2 separate regions of the Triticum aestivum genome follow, and region 1 is linked to region 2. A link is a contact called in public Hi-C data. All regions are on one chromosome and are shown on one strand. Each heading gives the region's core, a stretch centred on a gene start, on an enhancer-like site or on the middle of the called end of the contact. The rest is flanking DNA. Distances are from core to core; before and after follow the strand shown.

What was found. Hi-C and Micro-C count contacts between places; a contact is called where the count stands out from the background.
Region 1: a contact with region 2 is called in a Hi-C map of leaf, with 4 times the contacts expected there. The contact joins the promoter of LOC123111908 here to the promoter of LOC123111907 in region 2. A contact is called at or near these places in 2 of 5 Hi-C or Micro-C datasets (both in leaf).

Annotation. Positions count from the first base shown.
Region 1 is chr5B:371,561,998-371,568,194 of IWGSC CS RefSeq v2.1, forward strand. LOC123111908 (alpha,alpha-trehalose-phosphate synthase [UDP-forming] 6) reads left to right here and starts at 4,428. Exons shown (of 3, transcript XM_044532787.1): 1 at 4,428-6,197. The coding sequence starts at 5,145.
Region 2 is chr5B:370,988,356-370,994,567 of IWGSC CS RefSeq v2.1, forward strand. It overlaps LOC123111907 (vacuolar iron transporter 2), which reads left to right and starts at 2,579. Exons shown (of 4, transcript XM_044532786.1): 1 at 2,579-2,921; 2 at 4,269-4,354; 3 at 4,446-4,560; 4 at 4,658-5,309. The coding sequence starts at 2,686. The coding sequence ends at 4,958.

The DNA of each region.
Region 1 (6,197 bases), core at 3,178-5,677, 580 kb after region 2:
TTCTCTCTATTGTGGTCGTGCGCCGACCATTAATTGTTGTAGGCGGAGACACTCATTGTGCATTTTGCTACAGGGAACGGTAACTGCTATACAAGGTCTCGTTATCTATGGAAGATGCAAATGCAATGCTCATCATGTTGCTAACCCGTAGATCTCTTTGACCAATAGGATGGCGCCGAGTGCTACAGGAGAAAGAACACAAGTAAGGAAGAAAGTCATGTTTTCTCTTTCAAACTTTTTAGGAATCTATTGTCCTAAATCTTTTGTTGGATAATAAAAGCGTAAATTCCTTCAGTCAATTACTAACACAATTTTTATGCTAAAGTGGAAGAACACATTTCATCGGAAACGAAATGGGACTAAACTGAGAATTATGGTTATGTCATGTTGCTTTTGACTGCAGGTCTAGTATATATTGTTCACTATTTTGTCAATGAATATCAAATATAACATGGCTTCTCGGTTTCTTTCCTTGAAAACATATGTGAAGGAAAATGTTGGAAGAAATCAGCCACGCCCGGCATGCACTACGCACCCCCATAGGGCCCACTGACCGCCCATCACTTTTTCCTTATCTCTTAGCAGTCGTGGAGAGCCACACAATTCTTTCCATCTTCGTCTCATATTCCCTGCCATTCTGTTTAATCCCATTTCCTCTTTCTCTCTCTTGCATTCAATCGTCAACTAGCATTGTATGCACCACCACTAGTCGCGCATTTTGCCGTAGGGGGTCAGTAGCTGCTGCAAGCTCTCCCGGGAGTTACAAACCCGACACTCATCATGCTGGTAACCCGCAGATCTCGCTGACTGGCGGGATGACACCGAGTGCTGCAGGAGACCGCTAGAAGGCATAGGTCGTCGCCTCGGTGCTATTAGAGGGTGAGGCATGAGGTGATGGGGAGTTGATGAATGCCAACGCCATGGTGCACTTCAACATCGTCCATGCTTTTTTGAGTTAATTAGCAACATCCTTTTATTCATACATAAGCTTGTTCATTACAGATAATGGTCCTGATAACATAGGAGTCTCACTAAACCAACATGATCTAACATCATACTCTGCTGACTTAGCAAGAGTGTGAGCTGCCACATTACATGAATGCTTATCATGGAGAAAACTACAAGATATAAACTTTGTAGCCCAGTTCTTGATATCATGGACTATTGCCCGCGAAGGGGATCTATCCTTTTTTATTCTTGGATCTCATTGATCAATTATAAATAGTTAGAATCCACCATGATTTTTTGCATACCTCTATTCCCAACAACAAATAAGGCTTGGCGTAGTGCCATGGCTTTTGCAACTATAATATTTGAATTCGAGCGAAGTAGCCTCTGCTTACATTGTCGCTTGCACCATCCCCCGATGATCGCAAATCACCATGCCAAATCCCACTCTTGTAGAATGAGAAAAGATTGATGCATCCATGTAGAGAAGATCGACCCTTGTGCGGCGGAGACCAATTTTGGTTTGACTTCAGGGACTCACGCATGATGAAAACTGGAAAAAAAATTGCAAATTGATGAACTCAATGTAGACTTTGATCTTTCCTACAACACGAAGTGGATGAATTAAGGCCTTACCATTACGGTAGACATCTCTATGCTCCCAAATATACCAAATTACCATGGCAAAAATCATGGCAGAAAAATCAGTAGCAGTTATTATCCTTGATAATACACATTTCCTAATATGGATATAGTTTTCAGGTTCAAGCAAATTTGATAACCTTTTCAAGTTCTTTCCAGATTTTTTAAATATCGCCCATGTTGCGATGAGCGACCGCACCATTGTGTGTATTGAGATGGTGGCAGCCTAATTCGATGTCTACCTTGGATATCAGCAGGTCGATCCGCAGCGTCACCCAAATTTGAAATCGGCATGTCACTGCGCTCGGTACTTGGGTGTGTGGTTTTCAATTTGAAAATTTATTTGCACTGGGCGACTAGTCAACGCTCACGTCTGTCATGTGGCGTACATTCGATTGACGCAGATCGCGAGTCTTCCGTGCGGCGCTCTCGGCTATTCCTCTCTCGACACGCACGACACGTGTCTGCCTTAGTGGGCCGGCGACCGCTCTTCCCCTCCCTTATATTCTCCCGCATCCTTCTCGACGACTCGTCTTTCTTCTTCCTCTATTGCCAGAGCGATCTCATGCTCTTCTTCCTCTTTCTCGCCATCTTCACCCCCGATGAGCACCACGAAGCCAGCCAACGAGCCATCACCCTTCCCTTGTTTCTCTCTCTCCCAGTTGCATCTGGTACTACTCTTAACGGCCGGAGCTGTGACCAGAGCACGGTGCTGCAAACGTCGAGCGCCGGTGTCTGCGGTGGGAAGCTACAACCGGATCCCAATGGTCGTTGCAACAGGTGTAGTGTGGTGCAGGGAGTGGCACGGCGGGGTGCTGCGGCCGGTGCAGCGGCGCGCTGCGGTTGGCATCACGGCATGTTGCGGCGTGAGCGCGACGGTGTTGCGATGCCGCGACAGATCTGCGAGCGATGACGACCTCCGATGCAGGTGAGAGTTGACTTTTTCCTTCTTCTTTTTTTCCTTTTTTCTGCAATCGGACGGTTATTCATATCGAGATCGCTGGGGCCGTCCGGCTACCGGCCTAAAGTCGCGTCGGTCGACCGGCGCAGTTACTCGTAATTGATCTCTTATTTCTGTAAGAAAACCGGGACGACCTCCAGCACGGGTGAGAGTTAACTTTTTCTTTTTTTTCTTTTTTCTGCAATCAGACGGTTATTCATATCCAGATTGTAGGGGCCGCCCAGCAACCGGTCTGAAGTCGCGTCGGTCGACCGGGGAAGTTACTCGTCCCTGGTTTCTTATTCTGTAAGAAACCCGGGTCAACCTCCAGTGCGGGTGAGAGTTGACTTTTCTTTTTTCCCATTTTCTCACAATCGGACGGTTATTATATCCAAATCGTAGGGCCCGCCCGGCTACCGGCCTAAAGTCGCGCCAGCGCAGTTACTCGTAACTGATTTCTTAGTCTGTAAGAAAGCTAGGACGACCTCCCGCGCGGGTGAGAGTTGACTTTTCCTTTTTTTTGTTACAATCGGACGGTTATTCATATCTAGATCGTAGGGGCCGCCCGGCGCCCGGCCTAAAGTCGCGCCGGTCAGCCGGCTCAGTTACTCGTAACTGATTTCTTAATCTGTAAGAAAGCCCGGACGACCATCCGCGTGGGGAAGAGTAGACTTTTTTTTCTTTTTTTCTGCAATCCGACGGTCATTCATACCAGATCGTAGGGTCGGCCCGGCGACCGGCCTAAAGTCGCGCCGGTCGAGCGGCGTAACTGACCTTTCAGTTTCCGAAGTCTACGTCCCTTTCGGTGGGTGTGGACTATGGACTCCGGGTCTCCGGTGTGAACGCGGCCCTGTGTATCCCTCCTGTCGGAAACGACAGCCGGGGTCGCCGCACGCGCCGAGGCGCCCTCAGCGTCCGACACGTACGCGCTCGCACGTGCGCGAGAGGCCGCCCACCCCGCGGGCCCCGCCCGCTCCACCGATCCTCATCCGGTGCGGCTTGAAGATGGATATACATATCTCCTAGGGAAACCCGGCGGATCCTCTGCGCGTCCCCCTCCCGCGGCCCCTCCCCCGCGCCCGTCGGATCCCGATCGTGCGACCCAGGCCCCAGCCGCACCGGTCAAACACCGTGGGGCCCTCCAGAGCGGCCGCCGTGCTCCCGCGGATAAGATCGCGCGCGGGCTGCTGCCGCCCGCGAGGGACTGCGCCATGGACTGCGCGATGGAATCTTCCACCTAGCCCCCTGGGTTCACGGGCAATTCGCAGGCCGGACGGGCACGAAGAGTTTCTTCATATCCTCAGGATAGAGGCCGTTTTTGTTGGATTGCGGCAGCCCGCGGCGCGATCAATGGATGAGGGCTGCAGTAAACGCATGCAACCACGTCACTATCTATCCTTCTGACAGCAGGCAAAGGCACCGATATTCGGCCGTAGGCCAGGAAGTCACCATCCGATAGAAAATAAATACAGTAGCACTCACTAAAAATAAAAATCACATGACCATAAAAAAGTAGCGTGCATAGCAGGTGTAAAATTTCGAATTAAGAATCACCCAGCTGGGATTTTTTTGTCCCGAAAGCAAAGCAGCTTTTTATGGTAACCGCCACGGCATGCACGCAAGGAAACCGTGGTGACTGACTGCTCACTTGTTCTGTAAGAAAGCCAGCCGGGGGTGAGCATTGATCGAGTGGATGGATAATGCTGATCCCTTGGGTCAGTCAGCAGGGACGATTATCCATCCCGGAAACAAATAGCGCCAATGGTTTGTCATGAATTCTTTGGCCGCTGTTAGGTGGACGGCATGCGGCGCGGCGCGGGACGGCGCCCGTGGACGAAATGCCCGTGCTTATCCAGGGTGCTTAGCGCGAAATTCCGATTATATTTAATCCGTGTACGGGCCGGGGGCGAGAGGCATCGCAGAGTTCATCAGACCCGCGCTCGCCAGCTCGAGCGAGGGCGAGAAAAATACTCTATCCATTCCATTCCAGTCTAGTCTACTCCAGTAGAGAAGCAAAAGCCTCGCCTCCATTCCGTTACTTGTAGTCGTGATAGATAGATAGATCCCACCACAGCCCTTCCGATCCTCAAGAGTCACCGCCGCACGCCGACCGACGATCAGCCCCGCCTCCTCCTGCCACCACCGCCTTTCCTCCCTCCTCCGCCGCGTCCGTCTTCGCCAATCCGCCGAGTTTCCCCGGAGTTTCCGCCACCCTCTTTCGAAATTTTGTTGCTGGTTAATGCTGGTCCTGGGGATGGGCGGCGGCGTCTTCTCTTGTCCGGTGGCGGCGATCTGTCGATGTGGCGGTCGCGTGGGCGGCGGGAGGAGGAGCACCTGAGACGGTGCCGCTCTGCCGCCGTGTTCCCTTTGACCGAAAGGGGCCGCTCCTTTCCGGAAAGGGGGAATTTGTTTCCGCGCTTCTGGCGACTTCCTTTGCGCCGATTCCATTCCTTGTTGCCTCGCTAAATCTCGCCCGGATTTCTTCTTCCCCTCGGACTCCATCCCGGTCGCAGATCCTTTTCCTCCATTCTTGCTCTGCTCCGTCACTCGCTCTGCAACTGCAACCTCGAGTTCTTGCTGATTTGTTGGTGAAGAAGATCACATCTGAGAGAGGATGGCGTCGAGATCCTACTCCAACCTCATGGAGCTCGCCGGCGGCGCTGACCGCGACCAGCCGCTGCCGTCCCTCGGGCAGCCACGGATACCGCGGGTGATGACGGCGTCTGGCATTGTGCCCGGCCTTGACCGCGCCGACGCCGCCGCTGACGCTGACGCTTACGCCGCCTCGGTGGCCTCCGACGACCAATCCGACCAGCCGCCGCGGGAGCGCACCATCATCGTGGCCAACCAGCTCCCCATCCGCGCCTGCCGCGGCGCGGACGGCGCCTGGGAGTTCTCCTGGGACCAGGACAGCCTCCTGCGGCAGCTCAAGGAAAGCCTGCGCGCGCACCAGGGCCGCGCCCACATGGACTTCGTCTACATCGGCGGACTGCGCGACGACATCCCGGCAGAGGACCAGGACAAGGTCGCGCTCGAGCTCTACGAGCGCTTCCGCTGCGTGCCCGCGTTCCTGCCGGACGACCTCCGCTCCCGCTTCTACCACGGCTTCTGCAAGCAGCAGCTGTGGCCACTGTTCCATTACATGCTGCCACTGTCGCCCGAGCTCGGCGGCCGCTTCGACCGCGACCTGTGGAAGGCCTACCTGTCCGTCAACAAGATCTTCTCCGACAAGATCCTGGAGGTGATCAACCCCGAGGAGGACTTCGTCTGGGTGCACGACTACCATCTCATGGTCCTGCCCACCTTCCTGCGCAAGAAATTCAACCGGGTCAGGCTGGGTTTCTTCCTGCACAGCCCGTTCCCATCATCGGAGATCTACAAGACCCTGCCGGTTCGAGAGGAGGTGCTCCGGGCGCTGCTGAATGCCGACTTGATTGGGTTCCACACATTTGATTATGCCAGGCATTTCCTCTCATGCTGCAGCAGGATGCTGGGAATGAAATACGAGTCGCAGAGGGGGTACATTGGACTGGAGTACTATGGACGGACTGTCACTGTCAAGATACTGCCGGTGGGGATACATTTGGGGCAGCTGCAGGAGGTGCTCAACCTCCCGGAGACCGGGCTCAAGGTCGCCGAGCTTATCAAGGAGTTCCGTGATCGGGGC
Region 2 (6,212 bases), core at 1,329-3,828:
TCGCCGGCGGCGCGCTTCGTTGCCGGAGCAGAGGAAGAAGAAGGTGGGAAAGGAAAGGGGCAGGGCAAGCAATGGAGGGGGGCGGGCTGGCTCGGGTCGGGGCACGCTGATGAGCACGGGCATGCTTGTGTGGATAAGTTGTGGGTCCCACCCGCATGCGAGTAACTGGTGGGTCCCGCGTGTCATAACTCAAATCGCTAACCCCTTGTGTTTTTCATTTCACGGTTAAACAGAGTCATGTCGCATTGGAGCTATTTACACGCTCAAGTGTGTCGCATCACAACCATTCACTCGAACAACGTCGCACTCAAGCCAATTCACATCAAAAACGTCGCACAGGAGCTATTGGCCCCATATGATAGACAAGAGAGCATGCAATGTTTAGACTGTAAGATATATTGAACGTTCGCTTGCTAGAAAATTTGTAGATCAAATTTCCTTGGCCTAGGAGAAGAGGTATTCATCTGTGTTGCCAAATGCACGCCAAGACAAAATAAATAAATTAGAGGAGTTGGTTGAGGTTGAAAGTTGAAACCCCAGCTCCCCAAGATGCTCTTCCAGTTCTTCCAAAAGGCATTAACCATTTCACTAGAGTACATACATGCGCTATAGGATTAAAGTATATGGGAAAGCAAGAATAATTATAGGACGGTTCAATTCAGGCCATCCCTCCATGGGAGAGTAACAGGACAACAAGCTCAATTTGGAGTCTGCTGGATCTATACGTTGATGCACTGTATTTTAGTTTCTCAAAGTTCAGCACGGCACGTGGGGCCAGACCACTTGACACCCTTGTCAATCAAAGCAACGGAGGATTCAAACTTCTCATCAGTCTCGGCCTACTCGAGCCCAGCCGCACCATCCAAAAGGCGGCTCGTAAAACCCAAACACGGGCGGGAAACTTTACCCTGATCCGTCGTAATTTTTGGGGAGATTTTCCCAACCGAAAGTTAGGCCACTTTCCCGCAAGTTGGCGTGGGGGGGAGCTGCTCACCGCAGTGCGCCGCTGGGCGCGCGTGGCGCGTGCGGCGGCGGTCGCTAGCGGTTCCTGCTTTTCTGTGCCGCCTTTTGTCATCCACGCTCGTGGCGGGCACACGACAAGTGCCTGCGTGTCACGGCCGCGCCCACGCGTCCGACTCCCGGCGCCGATGGCGACCGGCGGCCTCGATCCCCACCCCCTTGGACGCACATGGATGCCTGGATATTTGCATGTGGTTGCCTCGGCCGCCTTTTGTTGTGTGTGCTTAATCTGCGTTGATCGATGGTGATTCATGAAGTACTTTTTGTTAATTATTGCAGGCTGATGGGAGTCCATGGACCTGTTCTGCTGAAGTTCCTGTGATCGCTCCAAGTTAGCAGATGGGATCATCAACTTTTGTGCAGCGGTATAAACTGTAAAAAAAGTGCAGCAAGCTCATCCCACTGTAAAAAAAAAGCGATCCGAGTGTAGCTCGATGCCACCTCTATGCCTTCACCTCAGCGGAGCAAACTTGTTTAAACCCATGAGCTTGTAAAAGCAGCAGCAAGGAAGTCGTTGATGTAGAACAGGAGACGACAACGGCCGCGATTTGTAAATCATCCCGGAGAAGAAAACGCCGAAAAATGCATGTAGAAATTCCGGAGTCCACTAAAGCCGGTCGAATTTAGACGGATCCACTGGAAACCGAAACCGCCCAGATCCCAGAGGACCCGTCGGAAACATAGCTCCACACGCCCTCAACTCGGGGAAAGGGCCGGAAGGACATTATTACTACACAAGGATAGCATGCCCCAAACCAGACATGAAGACTCCTTAAAGAAAACGCGAGACAAACGCTCATGCTACTGCACGCCAGACGGTTCTGATATCGAGCTCACCTCTGTCCAGGACCATGCACCGACACCCTCTTCTCTGGTGACTGAGCCAGGCTGCACGACTATAGAAGATCGCTGCGTTGGATCACCAGCGCCGCTGTCAACCATCGCCTGCCGAAGACCGCACCTCACCATTCATCTCCGCCGACCCACAACAGCCCACCAACACCTCCATAGTAGCCCCCCCCCCCCCCCCCCCAAATCAGCAACGCCCCCGTCGGCGTCAACGCCGCACATACTTTGCCTAGCGAAGCACCCTGGCGACAACAAGAGAGGAAGAAGATGGTGTGTGTGTGCGCGCGCGCGTGGGAGAGGGGGATGGGGGGGGGGGGGGGTAGTCACTTGCCTCAACCCTCTCTCGCAAGGCGTTGCGGCACTGGTTGTGCTAGTTCCTATTACTGCATTTTACAAATCCTTAAAATCAAAGATGCCCTAAAAGTTGGACGTGCAATAACGATCGCTCTCTGCTCCCTTTGAGTTTCTACAAACCATACAACTTGGCATGAGATGGATCCGTGGTTCCATGGTAGATTGGTCTCAGCAAATAATAAAAGTGAAGTACGGACGCATAAAAACATAATCAGACATACTCACCACACATTCACATAGTACCTCGCGTGCCCAAATCCCAAGATTGCCCCGACTTCCCATGTCCAAACAGGACATTTCACCCGGCCTCTAACCCCTATAAATACCCCCTCCCAGCTCTGTCCACTTCGCCTACACCAAAACTTCCCTTGTCATCGCAGATCACGAGCTAGCTATCTGAGCGCAGGAAATAGCTAAACACACCAGCTCGCTCGTAAGCACACTCCCACGCCGACCGGCAAGATGGTGAAGCCTGTGCAGGACGAGGAGAACCAGAGGCTGCTCCTCGACGACCACAAGGAGAAGCACTTCACCTCCGGCGAGGTGGTCCGGGACATCATCATCGGCGTCTCTGACGGCCTCACCGTGCCCTTCGCCCTAGCCGCCGGCCTGTCGGGCGCCAACGCGTCCTCCTCGCTCGTGCTCACCGCCGGGCTCGCCGAGGTCGCCGCCGGCGCCATCTCCATGGGGCTCGGAGGGTAAGGAAACAGATCGAAATCTCCTTGATTTTCTGGGTATATGTTTCCTCTGATTAATGTCGTTTGTTACTCCTCCGGCTATTGCTTTCCTGAACATGTCGCATGCATGCTGCTGGCTTGCTGGATTTGTATGCAAAGGCTTAATTATTTCTGAAACGGAGATTAGTGAGAGTAGCTTGCTGTTCTTGATGCCAAGAATGGAAAGTAGGGGAATGATTAATAACGTCTACTAACCAAAAAATGGAAATTTTTGCCGCACAGACGAATGTTTACTGATGAGTACCCCGCTAAGTTTTATACTCCTACAGTGTTAGTACCTTCCTGCATTGTTCACTAAGTTGGGTCATTTATTGTCCAGAGTCTGGACAACCACTTACCTAGGATTTCTGTAGTTTTCCTTTGTGTCAGCAACAGCTAGGAGTACAAAACAATACTTCCTCCGTGACAAATGCAAGACGTATTTTATGCCCTATGCAAAACCAAAAAAGAAACTGTTCCACGCCCGGTACTTGTGCCCGATCTTTGCACGACATGTAAATCCAGCGGCTAGTGCCCTTGTCAGCCATACGCATGTCCGCCTGGATTTAATCTTCATGTGTGAATTGTGCATTTATTTTGAAAAAAAGACTGTAAGTGAGGCTCCGTAGTAGTTGGTGTAACAAACCCAAGTTATAGGTACCATGCTTTGAATCTGAGTAGGTGAGAAGGCAGAAACCCCTTTCCATCACTATGTTGTGCGTTAGTCTGCGAATCATGCAAATTTTGTCCTGTGCATAGCATGACTCAACCAAAAATGTACAATTATATGTGAGACTCCTAGTGATCCCAAAATGCAATACTGTTCACCTACACTAAGCACACCTGCACACACACACGTGCAAGGGAATTTGACCGGAGTACATTAGAAATAGGGATTATTTTCACACATGAATTACTCAAAAAAATGCCAATTTTTCGTTGATGTATATATGAAATATTCACCAAATGAATAATAAAGTTCTGGAGCAAAATATATGTTATTTTCACAGAGTTTATAGTTTCTCCCTGTTCCGCACTTACAAACACTACTACTCCCTCCGTTCGGAATTACTTGTCTCGAAAATGGATGTATCTAGAACTAAAATACGTCTAGATACAACCATTTCTACGACAAGTAATTCCGAACGGAGGGAGTACTTTTTAAAAAATCGCAAGCACTAATTACTTTTTTTACACTAATTACTAAAACGGGCCGAAGTGATGTCTACATTTAACCCAGCCGAAAGCGGGCTAACTTCTGCTGGGCCGTACCAAACGGAATTAACGCAGTAAAAGCCTACGGCTAATGTGCGCTCGCACTCTTGTCAGGTACCTCGCCGCTAAGAGCGACGCCGACCACTACTACCGGGAGCTGCAGCGCGAGCAGGACGAGATCGACACCGTCCCGGACACAGGTCACTCTCTCACATTCTCTCTCACCTGACACTCTCTATCGATCTGATCGAATCTAAGTATCTAACGGCTGAGATGTATTTCTTTGAGCAGAGGCCGCGGAGATCGCGGACATACTCTCTGAGTACGGGCTGGGCCCCGAGGAGTACGGGCCGGTCGTCACCTCCCTCCGCAACAACCCAAAGGCCTGGCTCGAGTTCATGATGAAGTAATCAATCAGTCAAGCCCACCCAGCCCACTCACTTTTTTTCCAATTAATCTAACCATGTGACTGATCGCGGCGGAACTTTGGTGCACGCATGCAGGTTCGAGCTGGGGCTGGAGAAGCCGGACCCGCGGCGCGCGCTGACGAGCGCGGCGACGATCGCGCTGGCCTACGTCGTCGGCGGCATGGTGCCGCTCTCCCCCTACATGTTCCTGGCGTCGGTCGACAGCGCCATGATGACCTCCGTCGTGGTCACCCTCGCCGCGCTGCTCTTCTTCGGCTACGTCAAGGGCCGCTTCACCGGGAACCGCCCGTTCCTCAGCGCCATCCAGACTGCCATCATCGGCGCGCTTGCCTCCTCCGCCGCCTACGGCATGGCCAAGGCCGTGCAGGCCATCTGATCGAGCTCGAGCCACGCCGCGCCCGGGGGACGGCTAAGTACCAAGAAAAATAAGTACAGCAAGCTACCTACCTGTGTATGTATGATCAAGTGTTGCCATAGTGGAGTGGTAGCTGTACGTGCAGACTCTAGCGTCCGATCTGGTAAGTGTACTGGTGGCCCAAGTGTGCTGATGTGCACCGTTCGTTTTGTTTTCTGTTTCGTTTTCGAGCTCGATGATGATGTACACTATGTTAGTAGTGTATATGTTTGGGTGTATTTGGTTTTTCTTCTGTCGCGTTAGGTAAGTATACTATTTGTAAGGGAAGTTGCGTTATTTAGGTGATGTGGTAATCTGATGGGCTTTGAGTCAGCTGGCAAATGAGTCTTGCGAATCCTCTAAGCAGAGGCCCATATAACTTTTCTGAAGTGGGCTTCGTTTCTGAATTCATCGCCACATGTCGAAAAAAAAAATATTTCTGTGAAGTAAGAGATAGTGACGTCCTCTCTCAAAATTTAAATCTAAATTAAAGAGATAGTGACATACCACATTATCTCGGCAATGACGACGAGGCAGCCAGCAACTCTGTTTCGCGAAAACAATCACAAGTAATATCACTCTCTCGAAAACAACATAAAAACGGAAGACCAGAGTGAGGTAGTTCTTCTCAAGTCAATAGCAACATAAAAACAGTGCCCATCCGCAAAAGAGAAAAAACAGTGCACAGTGTAAAGAAAAGAATTATTACATTTCTGAGCAAGCATATCACCGTAAACTTGTGAAAATATCTGACATAACAAACAATTGGTCTGGACCAAATACATTGATAGTAGCATTAGTTTGTTAACAAGATCCCTCTGGAAGTAAAAAGCTTCAGATCATAACCGTCCCAAACAACACAAAGCGGCACATCATTCTCGTTGCAAATGACAGAAAGTTTCCAAATACTCCCTTCTTCCACTAGTTCAAATGACGGAGTATTGAATGGCAAGGTGGCTAGAACTTTCTTGCAGTGGTCTCACACTTGGTTTCACTCTCTTCTTCCACTTTACCCAGTTATGACTGGATCCATGGTATATGTAATTAGTAAAGATTAAAAAAGAGTCAGGATATTTTAATCTAGATTGGAGATTTGATCTCAACCTCTCAGGTTCACCAAGGGGCATCTACAAAAAGGTTATACCAAGGGCCGCTATCAACGGGCCGGGTGGTTTCTTTTCATGGCAAAGGGAGATTTGATGTTGCTATAGTCTATATCTAATTTCACCGCCCTAA